Regions from separate parts of the Gossypium hirsutum genome. Here regions 1 and 2 are each linked to region 3. Evidence: chromatin contacts called from public Hi-C data. All regions are on one chromosome and are shown on one strand. The core of a region is the stretch at or near the end of the contact, and the rest is flanking DNA. Distances in the headings are between cores, read along the strand shown.

Region 1 (4,677 bases), core at 131-2,630, 190 kb before region 3:
CTTATTAAGCACAAAGTGCTTACCCTATTTCCTTTTTCCCTGTTTTGTAGTGTTAAGAGCTCGGAGGTCGGACTTGGTCGGAGACACATCACACTATCAACTTCAAGATTTTGGTATATCAAGAAACTTTATTTTGGAAATCAATGGCATGTATAAGCTAATAAAGTAAATGTTAATGTGATATGAATGTAAGGTCAGCTATTGGTATGGCTAACAAATCTTGGTTTTGGTATGTGATGAGGTTATCTTATAAAAATGCATGAATCTATCTTGAAAATATGTTGAATTGGATTGGTTGATGTGGATTAGTCTCGGTTTAATATTGCAGGGAAGGTTAAATATTTATAAAGGGGCTATATTGAGTAAAAAAATTAATTTGTAAACTCCGGCAATGCCTCATACCCTATTCTGGCAATGAATACTGGTAGGAGGTATTACATCTAGGATACCCCAGTTGTGCCAAGTTGTTCAATAGTAGTAGCATTGTTGAGTTACCTAATCCTTTGGCTTAGGATTAGTCAGTTCTATTTCTTGATGAGGGTGGGAAAAGGAGATAACTCAGCGGTAGAGTGTCACCTTGACGTGTTGGAAGTATCAGTTCAAGCCTGAATATGCTTAAACCCAATGTGAGTTTTTCTATTTTGCCTTGCCCCTCGCCGTGATCGAATAAGAATTGATTGAATAGCTCAAACTTTGCAAAAGTTTTATTACCATTAAAAATATTAGTGGGCCAAGCCAGACCAGGTTATGCCAATGCCTAATTTCAAAAACTTTTCCAACTTCAAGCTCGCTTTACTTGAATCACTCATTTCATTGTTTAAAAACAATAAAAAAATTATATTTAAATTTAATTATTAAAAAAATATCAATATAACTTGTTTACATTTTTATTATTTTAAATGGTAAAACAAGCTGAGTTCGGCTAGCCTAAGGTTAAAAAATATAAATCTAAGCCTAACCCTATTTTGGGCTAGGTGGGTTCTACTACTAGTGAACATTTCTAATTATTATTTAAAGAGTAAATAATATATATTTTTCTAAATTTTGAAAATTTTTATATTCTTCATGATATAAAATTTTAAAATGAATTTTAAAAGATTTTAATTTTTTTGAACTTTAAAATTTTTTTATAATATTTATATACTTTTAAAAAATAACGACTAAATTAGTAAAAATTATAAAACCAAATTAATAAAAATTATAAACTTTGAAGACTACAAAATTATTTTACCATTTTTTAATTGCTACATTAATAATTTAACCGCAAAATTAGATAAAGAAATAAAGTTTTTTAAATTAAAAAAATAAAAAATTTAATATCTCAAAACTAAAATGTAGAGACGTCCTTTTAAATTTCAAAAGAGTATAGGCACCTCTCACATATTTAAACCAAATACAAATATAGGGTACTGCATTCATTACACGGGAAGTTCTTTTTTTCAATTATTTAAAGTCTTTTCCCTTCTTCTATCGTCATCTTCATCCTACCATCGTCCATCTCCATCTCGTCTCGGCAAATCAATTTTTTTTTGTTCCTTTTCTTCTCTTCTCATCTCAGTTCTCCCACACCGCCGTGTCCGCTGTTTTTTTCCGGATCTGACCCGTATCCCGTGTTGGAATCCCTGTCGGATCGTGTTGGGTACTGCATCCCAAATTGCTGAGTTCGGGAAACGAAGGATATATCATTCATCTCAACCTTATTGTATAGATTAACTATGAGTAAGTTTGCTAGTAGTCTTGCCGCTTCACTTTCAAAATCTTGTTCATGTGCAAGTATCAATTTAGGGTTTGGGGGTGAAATTTTTAGATGACCTGATTCTTTTGGTTTTCTTCTACTTAGCTATGTTTTCTGTGACTTTGGATAGCAAACTGTCTTTAAAGTAGTGTTTTTTGTGCTCTTATTCAGCTTTCATAGTAATAATTGCTCCTCCGTGTACGGTCTGTTCTGATGGTTTTGTTCTTGAGAGTACTTTCACCGCTCTGTTTTCTCTGATATCTTACCATGACCCATGATTCTATTCAATTCTCTCTTTGTCTAAAAAAAGAGAAAAAAAAAGTAATGACATTTTAGTTCTGTTGCCCAAATTTGCTTGGCACTTTTACATTTTAAATTATCTGTAATACCTTACCGTTTTCTTCTTCCTATGGATACCATTACAGCATGCAGTTGAATGTTTCTTTAAGGTATTTCTGCCTCCAATTCGCCTTCTGTTTGTTGATTGAATTTTTTTAAGTTATTAGGTTTGGACGTTGGTGCTAGAGAGAAGCAAGGAAATCCTAAAGTTGATGATGGATTCAAGGTTCCAAAAGAAAAAATAACCTGCATTGCGGCATCTGTTGATGTGGATGAGGGGTTTGAATCTTCTGGAGTTGAAGAAACTAGGAGTACTGTTACAAATGGCAGCCGAAGCCACACTAACAGACGCTATCGTGATAAGACAGCTAGTGAAACAACTAATTCTGGTAAGCTTTTTATTTTTATTTTGTCTTTAATAAGCTTAGTAATGGTTTTTAATTAAGAAACCGTTTTTTCTTTTTTAAATGTAAAACTTTTATAGTAAGCAGCAACATAACTAAATCATCATATGCTGATAATGAGAAGATTTATTGTTCCTATTCCCTTGGCTCCAATTTTTTTGGTTCAAAACTTGATGTTTAAGTGCATGCTTGAGTATTTGGCAATCAATCCTGTGAAATAGTTTCTAGTTAAGGTGGCATAGAAGCATATAGGCCAGGCGTAATCTGTTCTTACAATTAATGATTGTTTTTTGGTCTCTCCTCTCCACAAACTGTCTAATGTATTTGGCAGAAGGAGATGATGTTATTTATGCCTATACATGCATTTCTCTCTGTGGATGGGTAACCTATATATTTGATTTGAGGCATAGTATGATGACAGCATAACTTATTGCGGAAGTTATACAGCCAAGTCGTTTGCATGCTGATGACCAGTTTTGACATTTAAGATTTAAGAATTAAGATGGATTTTCAACTCACGCTTTCTTAACCTTGTGTTTAGTGTTCGTCATTTGCCTTTAGTGTGGAAGAAAAGGTTGGGGTCTGGCGGAATTTTTTTGTTTTTTTATTTTTAGTGGGGGCAGGGGTCAAACATGGTGATTCTGATAGTATATACCTTTTTCACTAGTAATCCCTTGTTTTAACAAGCCCTGATGCCCCTTGTGTCTGGAGGACATTTTTTTCCTTTTCTTTTTTATGCTCTTGCTGTGTTTATGTTTTCCTTCTGTTATTCAATTAAATTTCTTTTGTTGCTATATTGCAGAAAGTGGAGTTACGCTAGACAGTGGAGGAAGTGATGATACATTTGGTACTCCTCGCTCAAGAGAACATAGGAGTTCGGATGTAAGTGTATAACTTGCTGTCAATATCATTCTGGTATTCTTTTTGTTTTAAATATAGCTATATATTATTCTGCAAACATATCAAACCTTGTATGCATCTGATTATTCTTTCAATTGAAGGTTCCAGCTTCACCTAGTCAGAGTTCCCGTACTGTCTCTTCTAGGAGTTTAAGGTATGAGAGAGAAGATCATGGTATGGAGAGAAGAGGTTCCAGTGATGATTCTAGAAATGAGCACAGGATTGCAAGAAAAAGACACTATTATGATGATAGAAGAGACACCCATGGCCGATATGGTGAAGATTATAGAAGAAGCCGGAATAGATATGAAAGTAGGACACCTGGTATGTGATACTTCAAACTGAATGGATGCATGATTGGGTACTGTATCTCTGAACTAATATCATTTGCATTTGGATTGTCAAGCGAAACAATTACGTTTGTGCATGTTTCTGAGGCTGGGTGGTATGGAGATGATGGATTAATGTATTCAAACTTGATTACTTGGAACTAAAACATTTAGGTTTGAGGAAGTCCTTGATAGCTTATGAATTCAACATACTTCTTAGAGTTTGTGCTCTTTTAGATTCATGCTATCTTTTTGGCGTCTTTGCTAATGGGCAAGATGGTAATTGACATCTTAATCCTTTGTAGGCAGATCTGATTGGGATGATGGGAGATGGGAATGGCAAGATACCCCAAACTGGGATAGTTACTCTGGTAGTAGCAGGCGCCATCAACCTTCTCCAGCTCCAATGTTTCTTGGGGCTTCACCTGATGCTAGATTAGTTTCTCCATGGATGGGAGACCGAACTCCTCGTTCAACTGGTATGTTATTCAGTATATAAAGCCTTTCTTATTGTGGATTTTATTGATTGTTCTCGTCTTCTTTTATTTCAATATTTTGAATTAAGAGACCAAACATCTTTTATCCTCATGCTGAAATTTGGTACAGTTAGTGCTTCTCCTTGGGACCATGCGTCTCCTTCTCCAGTTGCAATACGAGCCTCTGGGGCATCTGTAAAATCTTCAAGCTCTAGATATGGTCGGACATCACACCAGCTTAGCTTTTCAAGGGAAAGTTCTCAGTCATTTGAGGTAGCATAAAGTGTTTTCCTATTTCCTTTTCCCTTCCTCTTTATTCCCCACTGTTAAATATATCTCTTTAAGTGATATTTCTGGATAGGACTGAACAGTTAGTTAATACTGGGTAATGGTAGTGATCTTTTCAGAGTTTTTATTGGAATAGTCAACTTTCCCGTCTTGATAGTAGTCCTTTTATGTTTGCCAATGTTAATATTTGGTCATAATTTGTTATG
Region 2 (4,362 bases), core at 75-2,574, 150 kb after region 3:
GAATACCAAAAGTGGCGAATGCATATGATGTCATATTGTCATTCATGACAACCACACTTCCAAACTAAATAAGTTCAAAACAATTTCATAAAAAAACAATGCTTAAATTTTAAAAGGGTCACTGGTCCACGTATAAATATTAGTACCTTCAAATCAGGCTCCCTTAAATTAGCATGAAGCCAATCAACAGAAACAACCGGATCATTGGTAGAAAGAGACTGTGTCGAAAAATTACTTCTTGTCTCAATTGCTGCAGAAGCCATTAAACGAGAATGCTGACCAGAGGCCTTATATGTGGTATGGTAAGACTCAGCCTGTACACGGAACTCTCTCTTCTGCAAGTAACATAAAAGTACAGCGTAAGAACTGAGCCACGTGACCATAAAAACTATTACGAGATGAATCAGTGTGTTCGAAGTTAATGTCTTCACCAGAGCCAGAGGTACTCAATAACGGAGTAGTATCAAAATACCACAGAGCAACATGCCCATGTTAGTGAATTATTCAGAGTAGCCAAATTTCAAGTCAAAAAGAAAAGTACCCATCAGAGCATTAGATACTTTTAATGCATTATTTCGGCTACAGCAAACATAAACATAACTAGAAATTAAAAATAAAAATAAAAGACAAACACCCAGAATAGATAACAATCTTAATCTTATGCATATGCATTCCTTAAGTAAGAACAGTAAAATAAAAAATACATTTTTACTAAAGAAAAGATGAAATTCTCCAAAGCAATAGTCAAAGCCCTATACAAAACTTGGGGTGAAGATATAAAATTGAAAAAAAAAATCAGAACTCAAACCCATTATACAAGTGATAGAATAATCACATGCAAGACAAAAGAAAAGGACTCACTTTTCAGATTTCCAGAAAGCAAAACCCATTAGAACAATCAGAAAAAACCCAAAATAATAATTTTGAAAAGAAAGAGAGAGGTTGTCACTTACATTGAAAAGATTAGAGAAAATCAAGGGGTTCTGAGGGAGAGACGAGGAAAATCGAATTAAGCGGTGACCCAAAAGAGTTCTAGAGAGAAGGGATGATGCCATTTACGCACAAAACATAAAAAAGAGAGGGGCTTGAGGCTGTTGAGAGAGATTATATATTTTGTCGTCTGCTTCAAGAAGGAGTGAACTGTGGACACTGATATGGACAACGTGTTGGTTTAACTCTACTTGGATTTGGAATTTCAAGGGGAAGCCGGATCGGGTCGGGTTGTTTGCATATTCGATCCTTCCGGTTCGTTTTGAGTTGGGTTCAATCTGGGATCAAGTTCCATTTGCTTCGTAATTGTGTCAGAGCCAATCAATGGCTGAGCAAGATTGGGCGTGCTAAAACAGCTTTTGGAAAATTAATTTGCATAATCACTTATTTCGGTATCCAATTTTATAAAAAATAAAAAATAAAACCATTTTCGCATTCATTTAACTTTTTTTTGTTTATTAAATTATCTCAAAATAGATAATAAAGTTAACATTAATTTTGTTAATGTGATATACACATAGATTATTATGTGAGTAATTAATTAATTTTTTAATTTAAAAAATATAAAAATTATAAAAAATTTGAAATTTTTAATTACTTACTAATGTATGCATCAACAAAGTTAACAAATGTTAATTTTTTCATTTATTTTGAAGTAATTTGACAATCAAAACAAATTCAATTACTAAAAGAGATAAAAAAAATTTAAATAGAAAGTTAAAATAACTTTTTTTAAAGTTTAAAAGTAAAAATGCAATTATGCCAAATTAATTTTGGAAAATGGATTCACGTTTCTTTCATAAATTTTCTTAAAAATATTTTTTTAAAGTTGCCCTTAGTGAAATAAATCCAAAATAAATATATTTATTACAAAATGTTATAGTATTACCTTTTGACTATATAAATTGATTTTATAATAAGATAATATTTATAATAATGACAATGGATAGTCACACATAATTTAAATTATATAAATTACATATATAAAAATGGACGGTGACACATTTAAGTTAGAAAAGATAAATTAAGTTAACCATAATTTAAACAAATGTTTATATATATAATTAAAATATTTATTATTTAATATTAATAAATTGTAATATATGTTTATTATTAAAATATTAATATAAATATTTTTTAATAATTTATTAAGAATATTGTTTAAATTTTAAATTATTATTTTTAAAATTTTATCATTAAATTAAAATAATATTTAATATTAAATAATTTATTAAAATAATGAATTTTATTAATATTTTATTATATTATATATAAATAATTAAATATTTATGTTTAGTAATAATGAATTTTATAATATTTTATATTAGATTTTAAGAGTAAAGTATAGAAATGGTCACTAAAACATTGTCGTTGTTCTATTTTGGTCGCTGAACTTTTAAAGTTTTTTCTATTTTGGTCACTAAATTCTATGAAATCAAACATTTTCATCACAGAATGTTAAAAGCCGTTTGAATATTAATATAGTACTGACGTGAGCTTTTTTTATTAGTCTAATAATAATTTTAGCCCCCTAATATTTACATAATCTATCAATTTGATCATAAATATAAAATATTCAACAAATTTAGCACTCAATGTTTACATTTTTTTTTCATTTTAGTTAAAATTCTAAAAATTCAATAAATTTAGCCATTAACATTTACAAAATGACAAATTCTTTTGCTTCTTTTATAACATTAACTACGTAGTTTGTCAAAGCACTTAAAAATAGATGAAAACATTCACATCTAATAAATTTACTGACATAACAGTTCACATAATGCCAATGCTAAATCAATTTGTTGAAGAAGACTATAATGTGTTTGAAATTTCCGATCATTTGTTGAATAAAGTGGTTTAAATAAAATTTTCAAACAATTTTTTTTGTTGATTTTAAGTTTCAATTTTCATTCATCAATTTGAGGCTTCATTTTTGTTTTTTTATTCGTCAATGAAGCTTTTTGGAGGTGATGGGTATGATAAAAAAAAGCAAAGAAAATGATATTAGTAGTTAAAAAAATTAAAACTTCAAAAAAATAATTGAGAAATTAAATTAAAAAAGTATGTTCCAAAAAATTTTAGTGAAATATTTATTTATGCAAATACTTTATAATTTTAGTGAAATATTGTTTTATTTTTTAAAATAATTTTTTATATAAAATTTTAGAATCAAATTAATAGAATATGAAAATATCATATGACTAAATTTGTTATTAGACCAATAAAAAAATCTCATGTCAGCACTTCCGTCAAATTTCAAACAGTTGTTAATTGTCAGTGACGAAAATTTTATTTTGAATAGTTTAGTGATCAAAATAGGAAAAGTAAAAAATTTAGTGACCAAAATAGAACGCTAACAATACTTTATTCATCATTTCTATACTTTACCCTAAAAATAATCAATAAAAACATCATTACTTTAAATGATGGATAATGGAGTAATAAAGTTATAAATGAAAAATTTGCAACGGCTCAAAAATTAAGCTTAGAAGAAAGGTCAGCGCACCGTTTTAATGTTTAGGTTGGATATTCGAATTCATGAAGAGGATGCTTGTAAAGCTACATCTACTCTACTCAATGAATACCCCTACTGTAAGCATTTTCATCGGGATATTTTGAGTCAAATAACAAGTATATTAATTGTAACGCTTCAAAATATAATAGGTTAGATGAAATAAACAATTAACAAATAATTAGGTCTTGATGGTTAACTGTTTAGTATACTCTTAAGAGATTTTAGGTTTAAACCCCATCTCTCTCATTTCTTTTCTTTTTAGCTTTAGCAACCAAGGATAAAAACCACATTATAATAAATATTAAATATGGTGGAAATAAACCAAGAAAGGGCACCAACCCAAGTGGTTAAGCTTTTCATCTACTCTTGTCCTTAGGTTCAAGTCATGCTACCATCCTTTCCATTTCCTCTCTTTGGATGACAAGAAGAGCTAATTGTCTAATCAGCCCTCCAATTTTAAAACCCTAAGTATTCAATAACTTTTTCCTAACTATACATTGATTCTAATTACTTTTCAAACCTAAATTAAAATCCTCTTTTTCTTCCCGTTAAAATTCTTCCTCTTCTTTCATTCTTTTCTTTTCTTTTCATAAAACTTTTACATTCTTTTTTTGAAAATTGATCTTTTGGAAACCCAAGTCAAGATCAATCCTCATTTGAACCTGTTTGTTCATTAATCGTCGGATCTATCATAAAAAACCATCATAATCCTATTAAAGATCAGTAAGTATTTTTATTTCCAATTACGTAGCACTTTAGAATTTTGGAACAAAGTCACTCTTGTCAATTTTCCAAAATTGGTTTCGAATCTTTTATGTGTTTTCCCGAAAATCTTGAGAATCTTGAAAACAATATCT
Region 3 (4,707 bases), core at 475-2,974:
GTATAATGATTACCTGTGCCAAATGATGTACTATGCCTTTCTTTCTTTGATTTTGGTCTCAACTGGTTCATCCCTTTACTTCGGTTTGAATTTGAGAAATGTTTGATAAATGTGGCTTCTACCCTTTCCATTAGCTTAGTTACCTGAAACAACAAGCTTATGTTCCCCGATTCTTCAATTTTTCTAAAGTATCTATGTACGAATAACAATGACACTAGAATTTTGAATTGTTAATTATCAAAACCAAGGTATTTTACTGGGAAGCCACCTACCTCGTCGGAGTTGCCTATATAAGAATCATCCACCGTCCTCATATAATACTTTGATGCTCTTCTTGATGTGATCTGAGACCCAAGAAAGAAGAACAATCAGTACCGACAAGCCTGGTTGAGTTGACACCGAATAATGTTTGATGTTAAGAAGGCTTATAAGATATATACCTTATCATATTTCTTCATGATTTTAGAGAATGCTAACACATTCAAGAAGCTGTTCTTAGACACAAGCATCGAAGACTAATCAATATACATTTGTTAAAAAGTAGAAGGAAAAGGGAACCAAATACATACAATGGGTTATTAGCCATTTGTTACCTGTAGTTCTTGAGAAGCCGAAGCTTGTAATAAAATTCAATAAAGGCTTGTTTCAGTTGGTTTTGGATTTTCTTTAGGTTGTCCTTGCTAAAATTCATTTGAGTCTTGTTAGTATTGCTAGCACAGTACACTTTGGCAGCTGAGAAAGGAGCTTGAATAGCTTGATTCAACTTCACGTGATTCAACACCTCTTGTGGAGCAAGTCTAATGCTGCTCACTACTTTCTTGGGGTTCTCTTCTTGAATCTCTAGGCAGCCATTACTGGATTGCTTAGCATCATTGTCTGATTCAGTTGTGCCTTGTAATGCATTCATGGGAACCATGATTTCTGCAAATGAAGCAATTGTTATAAATTAAGGTGTCTCAACTGTAAAATTGAAAACAACTTGTGCAGAACTTGGAAGAAAAAGTACTTACTGTCATTAGAACCAGAAACATCAAAATTCTCTTGTAATTTATCTACTTTTATCCTAAAAGCAATTAAAGCATGCATTTGATTGGTAAGTGTTTCTGCTTCAGCCATAACTTCCTTCACCTTAGACCTGTAAAACTTGTCGACTTTATTCAACTCATTATCAAGCTTTTTAAAGAACTCTTGCTCATATTCAGCCCCTTCTTCTGCAACCATAAGAAAAGTAGTCTCGTACTTCCCTGAGCCATTTCCTCGCACGGAATTCACAAGAATCGCTTGGTTTTCAACATCATGATCGTCGAATGAACTCCCACCTTTGTTTCGTCTCGGATCCAAACCGCTAAAGCTTCTATAAAGCGTCAATGCTCGTTGAAGCCGAGTTGGGGTATCTGGTTGCCGATACTTTTGTTTCACACCATGGATTTCTTTCAAAAATTTCTTTAATGAACTGTAATCCACATAAGCTGCCTGCCATTCAGGCACCATTTGAGAAGCAAACTCCTTCCCAAACTTCATTTTATGGCAATGCGATGTAGTATACTTAATTTGCTCCTCAAGTTATAGAAGGAAAAGATGAGCAAAACAGCAGAAGGAACTTGGTCAATCAAACGGGTTAGAGGCACTAATGTTTTATAACTTTAGGATTTATGGAAATGAGAACAGGGAAACTTTCACGATCTTTCAATCTCTCAATCTACTTTTTTTTTTTAAATTCGTAGCTTATAAAATATGCCAGCTATATGCGCCTGTAATGAACTTTTAGTATTTTAGTGCGTATTTTTATTTATTATAATTAATATTTGTTTTGATATTAAAACCATATATCTAAAATGTAATTTAATAATATCATTCACTTCAAAAGATTGAGCCCTTACGTGTCACCGAATCCTGTTCTTGCTTAGCTTCCCACATCTTTTCTAGCTATCTCATTGTACATTTTTTTAAAAAAAATATTTAACTTTTTTATTTAATAAGAAATGAGATAACACAATTTAAATACATGCATGCGAAACAAATGTTTAATAAAAAAATTTTAATTATTGTTTCAATTAAATAAAAGAATATATTAATTTTTTTTGTCTGGATTTTTCTTGAAATTTTCAAAAACTTAAAATAGATATATAAGCCCACAATTATTTCATGAGATTTATTAGAATTTTATATTTTAAACTTACAATAAAAATAAAAAATTAATCTATGCCTGTCTTTTCCCATGATTTACCTTTAATTGAAACCTACTTAACTATCCCAATCAAATTGATGCAAAAGTTCATAGCTTGGATAAATTTAAAGCTTCCTAAAATCAGAAAAATTAAAATTAAAGCGTTTATTTTTCCAACAGGTTCCCAAATATAAAATTTCTCTTACCTTTCTTTACAGGTAATATTTTATATTCCCTCATATTTTAAATTTTAAATATTTCAAATTTATCAATGTAATTCGTTATGCTTAAAATCTTACTTTATTTATCATCTCAATCTCTTGTGTATGAATTTTTTAAATTTAATAAATCAAATTATAAATATCACATGTTAATATAAATTATCATACAAAATTCAGGCATGAGTCACATGATTATTGAATTCTATTTCAATGGTCTTATTCATATATTTTCAAGCACAATGTTCAGCACATAGCACAAAATCCTTTTCTATTAACCAGGTAAATAATTAAAAGGTTAAAATATGTTATTAATCTTGTTTTTAACAAAATTTAAGACTTAATCCTTATACTTAAAAAATTAAAAATTAAGTCGTCTTACTTTACAAATCTCAATTCAATAATTAAAAGTGAAAGTAAATTTATTAATTTGAAATTTTGATTAAGTTATTATTTTATGATGTGATATATGATTGATATAAAACAAACACGTTAAATTGATAAATTCTTATAGAAACTGATAATAATTAGATTATAATTTTTAAATTGAAGAAATATGAGGTCTGGATTTTTAACTTTTAAACATACAATTACAGTGTCTAACAGCACATTTTAACTAGCTTGTAATAAATTATGAAAAACAATAGCTATGTAGATTTTTGTTTGCTAACCCACACAATTCCCTGTTTGCTATTTTTATCTTTAAAAAGTACGTCAAAGAAAAGCACGGCCTTTTAATAATGGCCACGGAATGGACAATTAATTCACGCTTTCATTTTTTACTACTCCCATGTGTTGTGAATTTAATTATAGAGAAAAATGGCAATTAAATATTTTTGTAATTTATATGAATTTCGTGAGATTTAGAGTTGTTCATTATAATATAATTGTTGAATTATATAAAAGAAATATATCTTCCCATACTTTGATAGAATAAAGTTGGTAAACCTTGCGGGTCATCTTTTTTCCGCGTGTTGTCTCTTACATGCCATTGTTATATCGTTTTCGGTATAAAAAAATGGTTGTTGTTAGTTTAATTATTATTAAACAAAAAAGTTAGCTAATGCATGCTTTGAAATTACTCGTTTAATGTCGGAAATTGAATCATATAAAGTAAGAAATTGGGGACTCACTTTGACTATATAATTCCATAATCTTTGTCGTCTTACAACCACCACGTTTATCTTATGATTAGTTTTGTCTTCTTGCCTCCTCTAGTTTTCAAATGAGCGTATAAAATCAAACTCTTATAGGAATCCCGTCTCGCACATTCAACTATTTCAAATCTTATCTTTAGGACCTTTACTTAGAACCCTGGAATTATTTTGACACCAAACGTATCAAATGGTGAGATTTTATTCAAGTATTTTAGATTTTAAGTTTTTGAATATAAAATTTCAATTAAATTATGCTATTAGTCTCTCTACTTAGTAAAATTTATGGATTTAATCCCTTTATTTTTAATTGGTCATTTTTAGTCTTCCGATTTTCTAAATTTTAAAATTTTTGTTCTCGCCAAATAATAATTGTTAAATCCATTAAGTAAAGCTTTGCTATTTCCAAAATCTGATTCGTTAAACATATTATCATATGTGTAATGTCATTTCAGCTTATTATTTTCACATACTACTCACTAAAAATCTAGTTAATGGATTACTGATTGTCATTTGCATTAAGACTAAAATTTCAAATTTTAAAAATATAGGGACTTAGAATTATCCAATTGGAGAAAGTGGATTAAATCTATAATTGTACGCATAGTACAAGACTAGTAATTTAATTTAACTAAACAAATTTAATTGCTACTATTTGAGCTGTAATGCCCCAAATTTTATGTTTCGGCTTTTGTGATTAATTGGTATAATTGTTTATTTGCTTCAGTGGTTAAGTGTTCTGGGTGTGTGTGTGTGAGGTCCTAAGTTCAAACCTTAGCTTGGGAAAAATTTTGGTTTTTATCTGTATGAAGCCTTGTCTTGGGTTATAGGGCTTATAAGTAATTGGTTGGAAAAGCTTACAAGAATGGACCTGCTGGTCTGGTGGATAAGAGGACTGTGGATGTGAGGGAGGTCTTGGGTTCGAGTTTGAATGAAGGCACTATTTTTGCGACTAATGCTGTGGGAGTGTTTGAGTTGGCTTGGGATACTGAGTGTTTGCAACAGCTGAGGTTTAGTAGGAGCAAAACAAGGGATTTGAGAGTAACCCAAATCATTCCACTTTCTCTCTGCCGAATTTTCCTTGCAAATTTCCCCTCTCCATATTTTCTATATTTTTTTTTCCTTTCCAGCCGAAAATTCCCTGTTGCTGCCAGTTTTTACTTTATTT

What was found. Hi-C and Micro-C count contacts between places; a contact is called where the count stands out from the background.
Region 1: a contact with region 3 is called in a Hi-C map of leaf, with 3 times the contacts expected there. The contact joins the promoter of LOC121202928 here to the promoter of LOC107895125 in region 3. A contact is called at or near these places in 8 of 34 Hi-C or Micro-C datasets (callus, leaf, petal and 1 more).
Region 2: a Hi-C map of leaf shows a contact between it and region 3, with 3 times the contacts expected there. The contact joins the promoter of LOC107895128 here to the promoter of LOC107895125 in region 3. A contact is called at or near these places in 11 of 34 Hi-C or Micro-C datasets (anther, leaf, petal and 1 more).

The regions. Positions count from the first base shown.
Region 1 is chrA13:88,718,799-88,723,475 of Gossypium_hirsutum_v2.1, forward strand. LOC121202928 (pre-mRNA-splicing factor ATP-dependent RNA helicase DEAH7) reads left to right here and starts at 1,381. Exons shown (of 15, transcript XM_041085144.1): 1 at 1,381-1,719; 2 at 2,242-2,463; 3 at 3,281-3,360; 4 at 3,480-3,702; 5 at 4,013-4,186; 6 at 4,314-4,456. The coding sequence starts at 1,716.
Region 2 is chrA13:89,060,440-89,064,801 of Gossypium_hirsutum_v2.1, forward strand. LOC107895128 (thiosulfate/3-mercaptopyruvate sulfurtransferase 1, mitochondrial) reads right to left here and starts at 1,325. Exons shown (of 12, transcript XM_041085151.1): 1 at 954-1,325; 2 at 147-332. The coding sequence starts at 1,055.
Region 3 is chrA13:88,906,867-88,911,573 of Gossypium_hirsutum_v2.1, forward strand. LOC107895125 (phosphate transporter PHO1 homolog 7) reads right to left here and starts at 1,725. Exons shown (of 12, transcript XR_001683414.2): 1 at 1,011-1,725; 2 at 594-921; 3 at 441-489; 4 at 273-344; 5 at 14-143.